Linked DNA regions of Sus scrofa: regions 2, 3 and 4 are each linked to region 1. The links are chromatin contacts, called in public HiChIP or PLAC-seq and promoter capture Hi-C maps. All regions are on one chromosome and are shown on one strand. The core of a region is the stretch at or near the end of the contact, and the rest is flanking DNA. Distances in the headings are between cores, read along the strand shown.

Region 1 (2,813 bases), core at 210-2,709:
TGGAGAAACGGCAGGACTGCCCACTGCACTCATGCTCACCCCAGGCCAGCGGCAGGGCCGACCAGGAGGCCCCGTGCTCCCCATCCACTAGGTCAGGGTCAGGAGGCCCCCTTGCCGTTGGGGGACAGAGGTCAGCTTCCCGTCGAGGTGAAGGCCCTCTCGGCAGAGGCTCCCACAGGTCAGGGCCTGGGTGGGGAAGAGGGGGCTGGGACCTCGGGAGACTGTGAGTTGGGGGGGCAGGGAGCAGAACATGAGTCTACAGCTGGGGCGCCCCAGGTCACAGCCCAGAATCGCCCCCGGGGGCCATTTCTCCAGCCAACTCCCCACCCTGCGGGGCTGAGGGCTGCGCCAGGGAGGCAGAGGCTGGCCCCAGGCCTGCGTGGGGGTGTGGGTGTGGGCGGTGGCTCTGTGTACATCCAAGTTCAAGTGCCCGGGTGGGGGATCATTCACATGCATTTAACAAACAACAGCCATGACCACAAAGTCCAAATAACATTGAACTCAAACTCCACCCCACCCTAGTCCGCCCTTCAGCGTGGTGCTTCTAGAAGATTCAGTGAACTGAGCTGTGTGCCAGCCCTGGCTTTACCCACCTCCCCCCCGCCCCCCAACAGGCCCTCCATCCCCCAGACATAGGCCCTCTTCCTTCCCCACTGCCCCTGCTCCAGCCTGCCTTCCACCCCTCCTTACACGTTCCGGGGCATCTTGTGACCAAGGTCAAGCCAAATGCCTCTTTGTCACTCAAGGCTCTGCACGGATTGCCTCGCCCAGTGCTCTCTGGCTTCATCCAGCCCCTGGGCCTTGGCCTCGCTGGCTTCTCAGGATGCCCTGTCCCACCTCCCTCCCTGCCCTGGGGCCATCAAGCTTCACACACTGTCTTGCCTCTGCCCAGAGCACCCTGCCTCTCCTCCCCCACCCCAGGCCTGCCCATCACAGAACCCACCCAAGGGACCCCTCCTCCATGGAAACTGTCACCATTGCGATCTGTCTCCCACTCGATGTCCCCCGTACCAGCGCCAAGCCCAGCAGACAGAGAACAGTCGATGCAGGGGGCCCAGCCTCTCCCAGCTCTGACCTCACTTCCTACTCCCCCCAAGGAGACGCCTCCTCCAGGGAGCCTTTCTGTCTTTCCCCTCGACAGCAGCTGCTAGGGGACCAGCTATGAACCCCAGTCGCCTTCCTCTGTCTGCCTTTCCAAACGCTTGTGAGACCCTTGAGGCAACCCCCAGCCCTGGGCCTCGGCCACCCCTCCCCAGCCGACTCTACTCACACTTCTCAGTGGGAGCTTCTGGAAAGCTTGATTTTCCTCCTAGCACTTACGGAACTGACAGTACCTCTGAGAAGGACAGCTGGTGGCCTCTGCTAGCTCCAATTTACAGCTGACACCTCTGAGGCCTCGAGAAAAAAAGCTCAAAGTTTCATGTTCCAAACAGCCCCATAGGGGGCGCTGTGTCACCAGTCGAGAGGACAGCCAGCCTCAGGCTGCCGGGCCTTTGCCATCAGAGGCTCAACTCTCTGGAGGTCAGAGAGAGGGTGCAGTTACTTCAGTCAGGGCTGTATTTTAAAACTTAACACTTTAGCAGTTTGGGCGGTAGGGAAGTATGTAATTACACAAAAATGTTAGGATGCTTCTCTTTGCCAAGGTCTGTCAGTCCCTTCCCAGCACAGGCTCTTCTTCTCCTTCAAAATCTTCACATTTAGGAGTTCCCGTCGTGGCTCAGTGGTTAACAAATCCGACCAGCAATCATAAGGTTGCGGGTTCGATCCCTAGCCTTGCTCAGTGGGTTAAGGATCCGGCGTTGCCGTGAGCTGCAGGGTAGGTCGCAGGTGAGGCTCAGATCTGGCGTTGCTGTGGCTGTGGCATAGGCCGGCAGCTGCAGCTCCAATTCGACTCCTAACCTGGGAACCTCCATATGCCACGGGTGCAGCTATAAAACCAGAAAAAAGTAATAAGCGCCTCCTACGTGCTGGGGCCTGGAGAGTCATAGGTGAGTGTGGAGCTTACATTCTGGGGGGAGTACAGCTAATAGACAAAGATACAGGTAAATATGATCATTTCAGATGGTGAGGAAGGCTCTCAAGGAAAGAAAGCAGGAGTGACAGGGGACAAAGGAATGGGAGTGAGGGCAGGCTGGGCCACAGAGGGGCTGTGTGAGTTGCAATCAGGAAATAATCTGGACAGCCCAGCCCTCGACCTACCTGCAGGGGGGAAGGCCAGCCAGCATGGTCCCAGGTACTGAGTGCCGGGGTAGAAATACAGATGGGGCCTGAGACAGGTGGGGACAGGTCTCCCCAGGCTATGTGGACCAGGTGAGGCTTTGGGTTTTATTCTGAGTGCTGTGGGAAGCCAAGAGGGGCTTACACAGAGAGGTGACATGATCTGACTTTTTTTTTTTTTTTTTGCAGGGTGGGGCTGTATCTGTGGCATATGGAAGTTCCCAGGCTAGGTAGGGGTCAAATCCGAGCTGCAGCTGCTACACCACAGCCACAGCAATGCCGCATCCTTTACCCACTAAGCGAGGCCAGGGCTCAAACCCCAATCCTCATGGACACTAGTTGGGTTCTTAACCTGCTGATCCACAGTGGGAACTCCTGATCTGATTTAGGTTTAAAAGATGGCTCTGGCCGCTCTGGGGAGAATGGACCTGAAGTGGGGAGAGGACCCTGTGGACAATGACGGACCCCATGCGGCACCAGAGGTTCAAGGAGGTGTCCCCACACTCTGTCCCCTCTGGCCAGGCCACCTGGCAGGCACAGGTCTCCCCGGGGCCATCATGGAACAGGCTGCTCCCAGCCGAACCCTTCCTGACCAG
Region 2 (2,813 bases), core at 81-2,580, 220 kb after region 1:
AAGATTTCTGTGCTCTTCAACACTAGATCCCCTTCTACTGAGGTGCCTAGAATACAGAAATTACTCAATAAATATTTCTTGACTTGAATAAGTTTATTTTGTGTTCCTATAACATCTGCCTTTTTTTTTTCTTTTGAGGGCTGCACCCGCAGCACATGGAAATTCCCAGGCTAGGGGTTGAACTGCAGCCACAGCCACTGGCCTATGCCACAGTCATGGCAACACCAGATCTGAGCTGCATCTGCGACCTTTGTCACAGCTTGCAGGAACACTGGATCCCTAACCCACTAGGCAAGGCCAGAGATCGAACCTGCATCCTCAACAGATACTGGTCAGGTTCTTAACCCAGTGAGCCACAATGGGAACTCCTGGATTTTGCTCTTAATGGAGAGAAAATCCTAACCTCAAACTTGCCCCTTCTTAAGGGCTTTCCCTCCCCAAACCTGTTTCCTCCCATACTCTGCAAGCATCCTAACCATCCACCATATCAACAACAATTATACTCCCAGAACTCTGTGTGCCCCAATAATCAGGGTGTCCCAAGCAGAAACAAGGCAATGCCTTTCAACCCTTCTCCTCCTGAAACATAAAGGTTCAGTCTTAGAGGTTCAAAAGCCAGAAGTATGGGAAGAGGCAAAAATCCCCTCCCTCTCATTGCCTTTTCTGCCAAAGAAGACAGCATCCTCCAGGGACCGATAAAGCTGACTGTGCCATTCCTCTCTGGTTCCCCACCCCACCCCCCAAAAAAAACCCACCCTAAGGTGAGTGGAAGGTCTCCGTTGGAGGGCAAGGGAAAGGCTAGAAGGAAGCATTCTGCAGGTTTCCGGGCCTGGGTGCTCAGGAAGTCTCCATGAAGTCAGGGGACCCTGGGTTCCCTCGGGTCTCAACCCTTTCTCAACAGGAAACCTAGGTTCCCAAGAGTTCTGATATTTCCCAACTCTTGGGAGAGCAAGGCCAGGATCTGGGGTAACTAGGCACTGCGGAGGCAGTACCTAGATCTTGAGAGTGCGGCACTGGAGCCCAGAGTTTTGAGGCAGTCCCTGAGTTCTGGGAAGACCCGACCAGGAATCTCTGAGAACCCTGACACGAGTTCTCGAGGTAGGATAGGGATTTCTGCCGAGAAGGCTGGGGATCCTCGCGGGGTCGCGGGGTGGGGGAAGATGCCAGGGGCTCTGACTACCTGAGCGGCGCGGGACCGTGCGTGACCGGGGCAGGGCCTGGAGGCCCTGGGGCCCCGGGAGGGTCGCACAACGCGGACATCCCGGAGCCCTAGCCGGAGCCCGAGGCGGGAGCGGCGGAGCGCAGGCAGCGCATGCGCGCTGATGAAAAACCCGAAAGGAACCAGCGGCTAGGCCTCTCAGATAAACCAGTCCGGCGACGTCTGTGACTCTTACACATTGGTTCCGGCCTGAATCAGCGTCCCAGAAGGAGACGGCCCCCGTGACAGCGGGAAGTGGACCCACCCTCAATGCAATCCTTTTTTGCCCCTCCCAAGGCCATTGACTCAGACGAAAGCTAGCTACGAGTAGTTAATTGGATTTAGTTAATTTTTCTACAGCCAAAAATACAAAGTGTTCAGCTCTCGAGGTTTTGATAAATGAAGCAGTAAGAACCATTTTAATCAATAACCAATGACGACGATATAAAAAGCAGCTAATTAGAGAGAGGAAGAGGGAAAGCGGAAAGGAGCCGGAAAGGAAAGTCCGTAAGAGAAGATGAAGAGAGAACAAAGGAAAGGCAGGGACAGGAAGTCCAAATAAATTGGGCTGGCTAGGCTGAAGGTGTTCTCCAGTCCTAGGTTGACACACAATCATTATCAGGATCCCCAACCTCCCGGTACAGGGACCTTCCCCGACCTCACACATCCCATAGCTGCAGAGAGCTTGGTAACTTTTTTTTTTTTTTCCTGCTTTTTAGGGCCACACCCCGCGGCATATGGAAGTTCCCAAATACCGGGTCCTTAACCCACGGAGAGAGGCCAGGGATCAAACCCACATCCTCATGGGTTCCTTTCCGCTGCGCCACAGCGGGAACTCTGAGGGCTTGGTAACTGTATGAGGAACTAATACACCTCATCAAAAGCCCCCACTCCAGTGAGTCTGTCTAGATCTAGTGCCAGCTATTCCACTAACCATCTGTGTACTTTACTTAACCTCTCTATGCCTGTTTCCTCTTATTCAAATGAGGATGGTAACAGTACAACTTCCTCAGGGGGTTTTTGTGAAAATCGAAACCAGGTCATATGGTAAACATATAGCACTTTGTGCCTGCAATCATAGGTAAGTGCTGCATAAGTAATATAGCTATTTTTATTATAATTTTTGAATGAACTCCAGAAAATGAGCTCTTTGACAACAGGAACTTTGCCTATTTTGCTAAAGGCTATAATCTCATCATATGCAACAGTATCTATCTGACATGTTGCAGGTTCTTAATAGCTGATTGGATGAATAAAAAAGAAAATATGTTCTGAGGTCTTTACTAACCAGAGGCCTGTATTAACCTCTATTAACTATTCTCAATGGAAGTGTGAGTGACAATAACATCAGGTCCTAAAGCTACCTTTGAAGTCATTGTGTTTTAAAAGCTAAATGATTGATTATGGAGTTCCTGTCCTGACCCAGCAGAAATGAACCTGACTAGTTTCCATGAAGATGCAGGTTGGATCCTGGCGTCACTCAGTGGGTTAAGGATCTGGCATTGCCATGAGCTGTGGTGTAGGTCACAGACGCAACTGAGATCTGGGGTTGCTGTGGCTGTGGTGTATGCCAGCAGCTGTAGCTCTGATTCCACCCCTAGCCTGGGAACTTATG
Region 3 (2,813 bases), core at 200-2,699, 160 kb after region 1:
TCTCCAGAGTGACACAACCTCGGTTCTTCTTGGATTCTGAGGACTAAAGTCCCCTCTCCACTTCCCTACTCACCTTACCGGCAGGAAATTTACGGAGAAATTCGGGGGTGTGGTTGGTTTGGCCAAAATGGAAGTGGGGTGGTGCGGAGAGCACGCGGACCTGAGCCCCGCTGTACTGAGCGGCAATGAGGGCTTTGAAGGCCCTCCAGTTTTCAGGATATGTGTACAGGGTCTGCAGGGAGAAGATGGGGAAAACGTTAATGACCAGAAGGGTCCCAGTCCTAAATGCTATCAGAAAATGACTCCCCTGAGCAACCCCAGTCTGCTCCAACTCAACTCTTTTACCCCCTCTGGTGCACCAGATTCTTCAGTATCTGCTGTCGTGTGTAATCAGAGTCCTCCGAAATACCAAACAGAACTACACACCAACTGCTAAATAAAGCTTGTTGACAGAGTTGACCTTCCCTAAGGACGACTCTAGAAGCATTCTCTTCCCCTCAAATACATCTCCAAGAAATCCACAGCTTCTAGCTTCCTCCGACTCCATCTGCTGACATACACACACCCCTCCCTTCCCAGAGCCCTGGTTCATTCATTCACGGTTACCCAGCGCCTGCCTTACTCCACTGCGGAGCCGCTCGCCTTTCAAAAGCATCACTCTTGTTTCCAAGACACACACACCGACCAAGACATTTCCAAGTCCCCCCTCGGAAGAGCCGCCGGAGAGACCGAATGGCATCTTCTCTTCCTAAGTCAACTTGGTCTCCCTATAAAACGATGAGCCATCCCTCCGGTCCTGTCCCGCCGTTGAGTTTCCCTAGTGGTGCCTTGTCTCCTTCTATTAATCTGGCCAGCAGGGTCCAGGTGGTCTGACTCCACCGTCCGGAGGCTCTTCCCGCTCCCAAACCTCCCTGCCGGACGACCCAGAACCTTGGTCAGCCGCACCTGCCCACAAAGACCCTCTTCTTCACTCTGTCCCTGGTGTTGCCCCACAAAACGGTCGCAAAAGTTCTGTCAACCTGCCCGATCCCACGTCTCGAGGCGGCAATGAACCCGAACCCCTTTCTCAGTCCCCAGACGGCCAGGATCCGGCATCCCTTTTCTCCTCTACCCCAGACCCTTCCACCTCTTTGGCCTCCGAGAGCCCCAGCCTCAGTTCCCCTCCGGGGCCTGGAAGCCCCTCTCTCTAATAGTACGGTCTCTAGACCCAGGATCAGTTCCCCACTCGGCTCCAAAACCTCTATGACACTGCTGGCCCTACTGAGGCAGCGGATGGCGTCGGATACGGTGACCTGGATCGCCAGAGCCGGCAAACTTACCCCGGCCGCCATGGTGATTCCGCAGAGAAAGGGGGTGGGGCTCTCTGCGCTGCCGCAAAGTAAGCCGTCAGGGAGAGAAGGGAGGGGGGAAGGGGAGAGCCGTGGAGAAACAGCAGCCGTAAAGCGAGGACGGCATAGAGGGCATACGCACGACAGTTCGGTGTCCCGCGGCCGCTGAATGGAAAAAGAAGGGGGTGGGGCCTGCCGGCTAGCGCGGAAAAAGCTCGCGCCTGCGCAGTGCGGCATGGCCAATTCGCGTCCTGAGGTGGCAGCAGAAGGCGCGGAGGGAGGCGGGGACTGTGAGAACGAGCTGGAAAGCCGCCCCTTAGTAGCAACGTGGCACAGCTGCCAGCCCAGCGTCGCGTTCCTTGAAGCTCGAGGTAATTTGATGGCGCCAGATCCCTAACATCGTGATTGTGTGACATTCACAGGAGCGGAAACAACTGCGTGGAGGTCTCGGGGTGCCACGTTCTTTCTAAAGAAGTTATACATCTAACCGGAAGCCAAGTCTGAAACCCTCTGTAAAAGTGAGGGGTTTTGGGGATATTTTTTCCCATTAAACTACTTTGAAGCTCAGGGATGCTATTACTGCAAGGAGGGCACCAGTCCTCGGACTGTGACAGGGGAGGGACTGAGGGAGAACACAGCCACATCCCCTCTACCTCCTGTCACCCCGGAGGGGCTGACAATTCATTTGGTATGTGGCTCTCTACCCATGCTCAGATCTGAAAATCCTTCACCCAATTTAAGAACAGGATGCGCATTCCCTGGTGGCCTAGCATTGGTTAAGGATCCAGCATTGTGACTCCTGTGGCATGTGTTGGATTCTATCCCTGGCTCAGGACCTTCCACATGCCCAGGGCTCAGCCAAAAAAAAAAAAAAGAACTGGAGTTCCCATCGTGGCTCAGCAGACACCAGTCTGACTCGTATCCATGAGGACGCCTGTTTGATCCTGTCCTTGCTCAGTGGGTTGATCTGGCGTTGCTGTGGCTGTGGTGTAGGCCGGCAGCTGTAGCTCCGATGAGACCCCTAGCCTGGGACCTCCATATGCCACAAGTGCGGCCCTAAGCAGACAAAAAAAAAAAAAGAAGTAGATGAATTCTTCTGAAAAGTGAGAGAATGGATGGAGAACTCTGAACCAGTTATTTCAAACCCTGGCACCATTCATAAATCTGGGCAGCAAGGTAACACTTTCTTCCGGGCACTGCTCAAGCCACCCACCCAATACTCCATCTTTCAAGAACTCTACTGAGTGGGCTCAAGGTGCCAGACACATACTCATCCTGGGCACACCCTCTAAGTTGTGATAAGTGGTATGAAGGAAACAGGTTGAGAGACCTACGAGTCTAGGGTGGCAGGAGAAGGTACCTCTGAGAGGTAAAGTTTGGGTGGAAGGAGTATTGGCGGGAGGAAATTACAGAAGACCGTAGCATTTATTAAACTAGCAGCTTTATTGCCCTTCAGGCCCCCTCTTCACTTGAGGAGATGTCTAA
Region 4 (2,813 bases), core at 83-2,582, 130 kb after region 1:
CACCCCAGCCGGCGGCGGATTTCTGGGCTCCGCCCTGCCGCCTGTCCCCACCTCTGTCCCCTGGCCCCTCCCACTCCTAGTCCCAGAGCTCCAAGTTCATGCTTCCTGCGGGGAGAGAAATCCCTTTTTCGTTCCCTAAGAGGGACTCCCCTCTCTTTGTGGCAGGAACTGGGGACAGCTTACATTCCCCAGCAGGAAGTCTCCACGCCTGATCACCGCGCCAGAAAAGAATGGGCTTTGACCCACAACACCAGGGATTAAGACCCCAGCTCGGAGGGGGTTGTCTTCCTGCGGGGGCGGGAGGAGCCGGGGCGAGGAGAGCGGCGAAGTCTCACCCTGGGGGGTGGATCAGTTTGGGAGCCGCCCTCCGCCCAGGCGGAGGCCAAGCTCTCCGCCCAGTGGCGGGGCTTCGCTAGTGCAGGGGCTGGGGCCCGGCCACTCGGCCCAGCTGCCAAAGAGCCGCCCCCAGCCCGGCCAGGACGCAAAGCCAGGCGCTTCCCCTTCCCCTAGAACCTCCGCTCCGGCCCCCGGGGACCGAGCAGGATGCCCCTCCCTGACCGGCCGTGTGCAGCGCCTCGCTCGGACTCCATCGGCCAGGGCCTCATCCCAGGGCTGTGCTCACCCTCTCTCTGGGGCTTCCGGACACAAACCCCGGGACCCCCGAACCCCTCTGGGCCGGAGAAACTTACTTTAGTCCTTACCTACAACCCCTGCAGCCCCAAGAAACCTCCACCACCAGGGCGGAGTGCCATTGCTGTCCTCTGCCCCGTGAGCCCCAGAGGCAAGCAGAGGTGACACATCCAGGACCACCACGCACAGCCGGAGACACCCCCCTCATAGGTAATAACACGTATCTCGCTGCTATGACACAAGTGGTTACAGGGACTTGACACCACGGTGAAAGAGCAACCCCAGACCCAAGCCCAGCCCAGCTGTCCCCCTGATGAAGAAGAGGGGCTCCATCAAAACACACACTCCTGCTGAGCCCGCTGTGGCCCACCCACGGGGCCCCCACACCTCCGCAGGCTTGCCCAGGGCTGGAGGAAACTGCGCATGCTCAGGAAGGCCTGGGAACCCAGTGGGATGGTTGCAGCTCAGGGAAATGCCAGCTGCCCTCCCTGGGCGTCTGGATGAAGCCCATGGGGGACCAAAGGAAGAGCAGAAGGCCCTACATACCCACCCACCAAAAGGTCCCATTCTAACCTCTCTCCAGGGCATGCGCAAACGGTCAGCCTTGCTCCAGGGAGAGAAGCTGGGGGCTTCTGGGAGTGGGGGGTGGGGGACACAGAGCCAGCAGGGGAGAGTTCCCAGCAGGGCAGGAGTCCGACTAGCTCTCCCAGTCTGTCTGCCTGTCCCCAGGCGGTTCCCAAGTTCCCAGGAAGGTGGTGACCACACCCCAGAGCCCCACCCACCCCCACCACCCCCACAGCTTTGCCCCAACCCCTCAAACCAGCTCCTCAGGCTCTGAGTGGCGTGCTCTGCCAGGGCCAGCCAGCCAATTGCAAATGAGCTAAGGAATCCAGCCCGGCAGTGCCCGGGCACCTCCACCCACGGCCCCCTGGGACTAAGGTGACCCCAGGGACCCCCAGCCTATTCCCTGCCTTTGACCGATGCTGGCCTTCTCCCTCCACAGGTCTCCCACAGATCGCTCTCTTGTGTCCCACTTAGATCCCTGGACCTGGAGCCTCGCCCTCCTGAAGCAAACCCTCGGCTCTGCGGGGTTAGCTCTTCAAAAGGTAACCCGGGCCAGGACCCCAGAGTAGCACTAAGCCCCACGGGACTTTGGTGGCTCCCCGTGTGTCCCGGTTCTCTGAACAATGTCCCAGCAGATAACCTTTAAGGACAGGGCTTTGGGGAGGGGCTCAGACACCCTCCAGTCCTCGCTAGCGATATTCCAGAACCCTCGTCCTCTGCTAGTCCAGCTCTCACGGTCCCAGGTCCTCTCCCCAGTCCCCCTCATCGCACAGCTAGGAACAAGGCAGTACCCCTAAGGCTGGGACTCCCTTCTACTTCCCACTCCACACGCAAGCCAAGTTCTGGCCCAGCCCAGCATCCCTGGGGGCCAGGGACTAGGAAGCTTCCCCATTCAGCTTCGAAAAGGAAGTGAGTGCCACACCCTGCCCCTGGGATCACCCTTATGGGGGGCAGGAGAATGAAAGCAGAATTGACTCCCCAGGAGTTCCCTTGTAGTGCAGCAGGTTAAGGATCTGGCCTTGTCACTGCAGCGACCTGGGTTCGATCCCTGGCCCAGGACCTTCCGCATGCCCATGCCGCAGGGACAGCCAACAAAAAAGAAGCTACTCCCCTAATTTAGACCCAGCACAGGCAAGGAGGCCCTAAAAGGCCTTCCAAGGCATCTTCAGCCTCCCTCCTTCCCTCCTCCCCACTCCCTTGACTTCACCTGTAGCCACAGGCCACCACCCCCCAGCCCCTGCACCCCAGGCATCACTGTGTCCCACAAAAATCAACCCAGTTCCTATCACTTGTTAGGCTGCACCCAGAAGAGCACGGGATCCTACAGTCAGGGGCTGGAGTCTAGTAGAGAAAACTTTCAAAACCAGTTATTGCTGGGGTGGGGTGGGGGGTGGATTATTGGGAGCCCAGCGCTATGCTGGGGACGCAGAGGTAACTAGCTGGATCCCTTTTTCTCTGGAAAGTCCAAGTCATTCTCGAAGGAGCACATTGCCATGGGAGGATCCCACCCTGCCTTTCCACAAACCCACTCTACGGAGCAGGGCACTCAGCAGCAGGCTCCCTGGAGGGACCTCGCCACCTCCACCCCGGCAGCCACGCCCTGCGAAAGGCGCGAGCAC

What was found. Promoter capture Hi-C pulls out the DNA fragments that hold promoters and counts their contacts. HiChIP or PLAC-seq counts read pairs in DNA pulled down with a chosen protein or histone mark.
Region 2: a contact with region 1 is called in an H3K27ac HiChIP or PLAC-seq map of skeletal muscle, with 6 times the contacts expected there. The contact joins the promoter of INTS5 here to the enhancer-like site in region 1. A contact is called at or near these places in 1 of 5 promoter capture datasets (liver), 3 of 47 Hi-C or Micro-C datasets (embryonic fibroblasts, liver and omental adipose tissue) and 2 of 2 datasets of contacts at active chromatin or transcription factors (alveolar macrophages and skeletal muscle).
Region 3: a contact with region 1 is called in a promoter capture Hi-C map of fetal skeletal muscle, with 5 times the contacts expected there. The contact joins the promoter of EEF1G here to the enhancer-like site in region 1. A contact is called at or near these places in 3 of 5 promoter capture datasets (fetal liver, fetal skeletal muscle and liver), 11 of 47 Hi-C or Micro-C datasets (embryonic fibroblasts, heart right ventricle, liver and 4 more) and 2 of 2 datasets of contacts at active chromatin or transcription factors (alveolar macrophages and skeletal muscle).
Region 4: a promoter capture Hi-C map of fetal skeletal muscle shows a contact between it and region 1, with 7 times the contacts expected there. The contact joins the promoter of AHNAK here to the enhancer-like site in region 1. A contact is called at or near these places in 4 of 5 promoter capture datasets (fetal liver, fetal skeletal muscle, liver and 1 more), 9 of 47 Hi-C or Micro-C datasets (embryonic fibroblasts, heart right ventricle, liver and 3 more) and 2 of 2 datasets of contacts at active chromatin or transcription factors (alveolar macrophages and skeletal muscle).

What each region holds. Positions count from the first base shown.
Region 1 is chr2:9,318,272-9,321,084 of Sscrofa11.1, reverse strand. No RefSeq gene overlaps it. Among named protein-coding and RNA genes, the nearest start is that of SCGB1A1, 17 kb to the right of the region's middle. Within about 2 kb of position 1,459, at least 13 of the 83 cell types and tissues checked have an H3K27ac peak or open chromatin away from gene starts, as enhancers often do. A contact at or near this core is called in fetal skeletal muscle, skeletal muscle and subcutaneous adipose tissue, where this site is marked.
Region 2 is chr2:9,094,163-9,096,975 of Sscrofa11.1, reverse strand. It overlaps INTS5 (integrator complex subunit 5), which reads right to left and starts at 1,330. Exons shown (of 3, transcript XM_003353823.4): 1 at 1,181-1,330. The coding sequence starts at 1,260.
Region 3 is chr2:9,161,856-9,164,668 of Sscrofa11.1, reverse strand. EEF1G (elongation factor 1-gamma) reads right to left here and starts at 1,449. Exons shown (of 11, transcript XM_005660798.3): 1 at 1,320-1,449; 2 at 74-232. The coding sequence starts at 1,331. TUT1 (speckle targeted PIP5K1A-regulated poly(A) polymerase) reads right to left here. Exons shown (of 10, transcript XM_005660796.3): 10 at 2,751-2,813. The coding sequence ends at 2,794.
Region 4 is chr2:9,185,503-9,188,315 of Sscrofa11.1, reverse strand. It overlaps AHNAK (neuroblast differentiation-associated protein AHNAK), which reads right to left and starts at 1,332. Exons shown (of 10, transcript XM_013994215.2): 1 at 1,204-1,332.